Linked DNA regions of Sus scrofa: region 1 is linked to region 2. A link is a contact called in public Hi-C data. All regions are on one chromosome and are shown on one strand. The core of a region is the stretch at or near the end of the contact, and the rest is flanking DNA. Distances in the headings are between cores, read along the strand shown.

Region 1 (2,920 bases), core at 137-2,636, 57 kb after region 2:
CCCTTGACTTAAATAGTAACTGATTTTTTTTTCTTTCTTGACTCCAGTAATAGGGAGCCCGTGATCAGGGTGCCAACATATCTTAGGAATGTACAGCTGATGCTGAAGAAAAATACACATACATTTTAAAACAAATAAAAAATATATTATCTGAATGGGATGGGGGGGTTAAGTTTGGAAAGAATTTCTCAGCGAGACCTGATTTGTGTTGTTTGACTAGGCACAACTGGCCAAGAGGGTAGGAAATCATAGGATATACTAAATGGCCTTCTAGGCAGTCAGGAATGCTGGGATGAAAGCACATTGGCTTGCTTAAAGTGGGGACACCAAATCTTCATTTTAGGATTGATGGAAGATCTGATTTTATCCGGGGTTTAGATTTGATGGAAAATGCACTAGGACCATTGTCAATTTTTGAGTATGCTGGGTGAGGCAAGAGACCTCGGTCAAAGAATTTGGACCTTATTTGCCTGATCTAGGGAATGGCTCTAGGTGGGAAAATTAGCTACCGCAGCGTAAAGCACATGCTAGATTTACAAATCAACAGTGCTAGCCACAAATAAGGAGAAGAGAAAACCAGAAAGAAAGAGAAAATAGGTGAGACTACATAATTTCATGGGCGTTTCTGCCCTATGTTGAAAATTGTGGCGGTAACTCTCCAAGCATTCAGAAAGGACAAAGAGAATTGAAGAAAGAACTAAGGTAGAAAAAAGAAGACTATAAAATAGGCGACAGCAAGCAAGAAAATCCTAAACACCTCAATTAAAGATGGAAGGCTATGCCCCCAAAGAAATGACATGCTCACATACATTCTTTTTATCACGCATGTTTTTTATCGGGATCCTTGGGCTGCAGTAACACCTTAAGCAAACCACTAAAAAGTTCTAAAACAAAGAGAATTAACAAACTCTCCAACACCCAAGTTATTCCGGGGAGCTAATCCCCAAAGGAAGGTTTGCAAGCTTCGAAAACACGTTTGTGCCTCCATTTGGCCAACGGCGCCAGGCTACCAAATGCAGTCAAAAACGTTTCCCTTTCAACAATGTTGGCCCCTTGGGGCTTAGAAAACACCCGGTCATTACGACCTCATCTGAAGGGGTGCCTTTCCTCCTGTGTTGGTGCAGACAACCCGGGCGAGTTCCACCGAGACCGTCCGAGGTGTGGCCGGTCCTCGGAGCCCGCGTGGACGGAGGGCAGCTGAGGCGACGAGACAGGGCGCTGAGGGACGCCGTCCGGCCCCGGGGCAGGGCACAAAGGACCACTAGCACAACAACCAAGTACAGCCTCCACTCGGGCCCGCGACCCCGGCTCTACCACCGCGCCCACGACGTCCGCGCAGGCGCAGGACGATGCGAGGGCGACACCGGAAGTGTCCTTTGGCGCCCCGGATGCGACCGGGCGCTGGCGGTTGCCAGGGCGACGGGAGCTTCCGAGAGCCGCTGGTGCTGGCAGTTGGCTGCTTAGAAGTTTCCCGTTGCGGGCCTTGACTGCTGGGGTTGTCCTCTCAGGGTTCCTAGGATGTTCTTTTACCTGAGCAAGAAAGTGAGTTTCCCAGGGTTTGTCCTCGCTCCCCCTCCCATCTCTAGTCCTGCAGGCTTTCCCGCATCCTGCCCGAGAGGCCGGGCGTCCAGATCGCCGTTTCGCCATCCCTCCTCCCGCATTCCTGCATGATCCAGCCTGGGACCTCCTCCTGCCAGTCCCCCAGTCCCAAATAGTCCTTGGCGAAGCCAGCAGCTCTCTCGCACAATTCTTTCTCATTCCTGCCCCTGGTTAGGTCCTTTGCGGGGGCCAGGGGTGAGGGCAGAGCACTGCGTGTTTCTACCTGTTTCCGATTCGGGTGACTTAAATTCTTTGGATCATCCCGGGCTTCTGGGTAGGAGAAAAGTAATAATAAAAATGTAGCCAAAGGGTGTGTGGAAAGGGAATGTGGCTTGACGGTATAGATTTATGCCACCGTTACACGCCCCCTGCTTTAAAAAATGCATCAGGTCACTTCCCCGTTGGGTTCGTTCGCAGTCACGGCCCTTCTCTTGCCTTTCTTTCTTTCTTTTACAAATGTGGGGCCCGGGGCAGTTCAGGGGACTATGCTAATTTTCATAAGGCTCAAGTTCTCAAGGCTGCCGTTTTTCTTCTTCGGCGCTCATCTCCCGTAGACTCATTCCCAGCCCCTTCGTGGAAAGTTGTGAGAATGGCTGTGGTTACTTTTCAGATTTCTATTCCCAATAACGTGAAGCTGAAATGTATATCTTGGAACAAGGACCAAGGATTCATAGCCTGTGGTGGTGAAGATGGATTACTGAAAGTTTTGAAATTGGAGACGCAGACAGGTAAATGAACATAAGCCAAAATCTTTGAACTTGTTCTGTGAGATTTGTTCATGGGGTTTGTCAGAATGCAATTCTAATTCTTTCAAAAGGAAAAAAAACAAAACCCCAGATATTTGGAGGTGTTTTTCTAGAGTATTTTCTCAATAAAGTTCAGAGAATATCCAATGTAAACATCAGAAGGTTTTTGCTAAAGTTATTGATGGAAAGTGAAAGAGAACAAAGAATGAAAACTAAGTCACTATGCTGCCTTATGCTAAGTGTTATTTATTGTGCTATATTATTGAGGCTAATAAAAATGATGTGAATCAGCATTTCACTAAGGTCACAAAATCTCACATTTTGGCAAATTGTTTACAGGCCTCTCTCATCCTTTCCACTCTTCAGATGTGCTAATAAGTATGTACCTAGTTTCCAAGAACAGAAAGTGGAATTAAAACCTTTTTATTAATAAATCCCTTGTGTTTTACAGCTTGATCTCTCTTTTTTTCTAGTTCTCTGGAATCATAGCAAACAGCTTCACATTTCTTTAGTATTTAGTGTTGCTCTAGGTTGGAAAGTTAGACAATTCCTAATCTAAAGTGTAGACTAGATAA
Region 2 (2,842 bases), core at 100-2,599:
CTTTTTCTCCTCTTGCACCCTGAGCACATGGAAGTTCCTGTGCCAGGCATTGAACCTGCACTGCAGTTGTGAAGTGCGCCACAGCTGCAGCACATACTGGCCTTGTAACTTTGGACATGTAATGTAACTTCTTTGTTGAGTCAAGTAACATCAAAGTGCCTGCCTTATAGATTTGTTGTGTTTGAAGATGAAATGATTCAAAATAAAGTGATTGGACACATGTATACTACATAGCAAGGGCTATGAAAAACAATTTGTTTTGGTGTGGTGGGGATTATTAGTCTACTCCCTGATTAGTGGAGAAATTCATAATTCATTCTGAGTTAAACTGCTACCACCTCATTCCATTCTTTAGTGTAGCTTGGCTTAACTATGGATGGCCTCCCAGAAAGTTTAAAAGTATGATGCAAAGCAGGGTAATTGTGCGTGGACAATTCCTTCAGTGCTGAGAAGTAAGCAGAGTCTCTGCTGTTCTAGAATGAACATTTTAGTGGGGGAGATAAATAATCAACAATCAATATACAATTTCAGACAGCATTCACTGAAGCCATGCCAGCGCAATAACCTTTACACTAAATTCAGCACAGTGTTCAGCTAAGAATGGCAAAGGGGAAGACCTTTTTTTTCTTTTTTTTTCTTTTGGTCTCTTTAGGGCTACACCTGAGGGACATGAAAGTTCCCAGGCTATCGTTTAAATGGGCTCCATAGTTGCCGGCCTACACCACAGCCACAGCAATGTCAGATCCAGGCTGTGTCTGTGACCTACACCATAGCTCACAGCAACACCAGATCTTTAAACCACTGAGCGAGGCCAGGGATCGAACCTGTGTCCTCATGAATACTAGTCAGGTTTGTTACCATTGAGTCACAATAGGAACTGCCATTTTTGTCCTCTAAACACAAGTGTACTTTCCAAAGAATAAAACCATGTATTTTCTTAAAAGTCATGTCTCATACAAATACAAAATGAACAGTCTCAAAGATCTTATTTAGTAATTAATCAATAAGGGGACCAGTAAGATATAAGAACCAGTTTAAAGAACCAATAAAGTAACTACTTACATTGTTCAAACCAGGACTGGGAAAAGAATTTACAAATAGCTGCAAAATGGCTTTTTCCAAGGAGGGGGAATTCAACAAGAAGTTTGATGGACAAGAAGAATATTTCCTCTTGCTATCAGTTATCTACAATTTAGAGTTGAACAGATGTCTACTGAAAAAAACCCAAAAAACAAAAAAACCATGCACAACCTAAAAGCTGAGAACTATGTTTTATTTGCCAGATTTACTGAGGACTTGAGTCCAGGAGACATTCTCTCAGACAGCTCTCAGGGGCTGTTCTAAAGAGGTAAAGAAGCAGCGGATATACAGCGGTTTTTTACAAAAAAATCCCAGGTAGTCAGAACATCAAGATCACAGGGCTTTTCCATTTATGGTAAAATCCAAGAGTCTAGGCTTACTGAAACTATCCCTTTGATATGCACCTTACCATCGAGTGCCAGCAACCTATTTTTCTGCTATCCTGAATCCCCTCAGGGTGTACCACCCACTGGTGGTGGCTTCAGAGGCTGATGCCTTGATGCCACAATTTCCTTTGTTTACTGAAATGGGCAGATGACATTCTTTGCTCCCTTAGCTCCACAAGGAAAGATGGAGAGCCCCTGTAGATGCAGAATACCCAGAAAAGTGAGCCAGACAATGGCTGGTTTTTCACGGAAAACGCCTAGGTCCCTGTGTTTCACCATTTTTGTGAAATTGTGTTTCCTTGTGTGTCATTGTGTTTCATAATTTTTCCGTATAAACGTCACTCTATCATTACCCAGGAGCTAAGCAGTTCTTCCACTTTATTTTGCTTCTATTTTTCTCAATCCTTCTTAGCTGCCCTTGGCAGGGAATGGTATTTCTTTGCTTCTACCATGGAGGCGTCAGTGTGAGTTAAAACAGAAACCTAACCTTACTCCTCCAGGAAGTCCCGAATTTCTTCAGTCGAAAAGGCCCCGGAGCGGGAATTAGCCCCGCCCCGCCCCTTCCTCACAGGCCCCGCCCCTGACCAGCCCAATAATCAAACTGCGCGCAAAGGTCACGTGAGCAGCTGTTGTCCCGTGACACTTCGGAAGCGGTACGTGGCAGACGTCACTCAGAAAAGTCCTTCGTGCAGGCTTTCCGCCACCCACCTCATCTCGCCTCTCCTTTTTGCCATCAAACGCTTCTCTTGGGAATGGTGAACTACCGACCTCGCCCCCAACCAGAACTCCTCTAGACCGACGAGCTAGCTCATGCCCTCACGTGAGAGGCGGGGATTTATTAGTGCTAAGACGAGTTGCGATTCTGATTGGGCGTGAGTCTTGTCAATCTCCAGGCTTTTCCAATCAAGGGCCGCGTCCGCCCAGCTTTTCGCTCTTCTATTGGCCTGAGTGCGGGAAAGGTGGAGAAAAAGGCTAAAAGGAACTCGCGCGAGAGTGGCGCTCGGTACTCAGTGCGCAGGTGCGAAGCCTCTTGGCTGGGGCCCTGGCCGGGGGCTGGCTTGAAGACGCGTCGTTTGGTTTTGGACGCTTTGAGAGAGCCGTCTGGTATCAACCGCTGGGCGGAAGGCGTTTGTCAGGGGCCCGGCCACGAACGAGGCCCACGAGTTTCCCGATGGTGTCCATGACTTTCAAGCGGAGCCGCAGCGACCGGTTCTACAGCACCCGGTGCTGCGGCTGTTGCCATGTCCGCACCGGGACGATCATCCTGGGGACCTGGTACATGGTAAGGGCGGGCGAGGCGCGGGGATAGAAGCCCTGGGGGGAGTGCCCAAGAGTGGGAAGTGGGAGGGGGGCTGGTCCGAAAGGAAGTGAGTGTT

The links. A called contact is a pair of places that touch in the nucleus more often than the background predicts.
Region 1: a contact with region 2 is called in a Hi-C map of liver, with 1.8 times the contacts expected there. The contact joins the promoter of WDR35 here to the promoter of LAPTM4A in region 2. A contact is called at or near these places in 6 of 47 Hi-C or Micro-C datasets (alveolar macrophages, fetal liver, heart right ventricle and 2 more) and 2 of 2 datasets of contacts at active chromatin or transcription factors (alveolar macrophages and skeletal muscle).

Annotation. Positions count from the first base shown.
Region 1 is chr3:118,207,726-118,210,645 of Sscrofa11.1, forward strand. WDR35 (WD repeat-containing protein 35) reads left to right here and starts at 1,387. Exons shown (of 29, transcript XM_021087811.1): 1 at 1,387-1,542; 2 at 2,210-2,327. The coding sequence starts at 1,519.
Region 2 is chr3:118,150,517-118,153,358 of Sscrofa11.1, forward strand. It overlaps LAPTM4A (lysosomal-associated transmembrane protein 4A), which reads left to right and starts at 1,350. Exons shown (of 7, transcript XM_005662724.3): 1 at 1,350-2,748. The coding sequence starts at 2,638.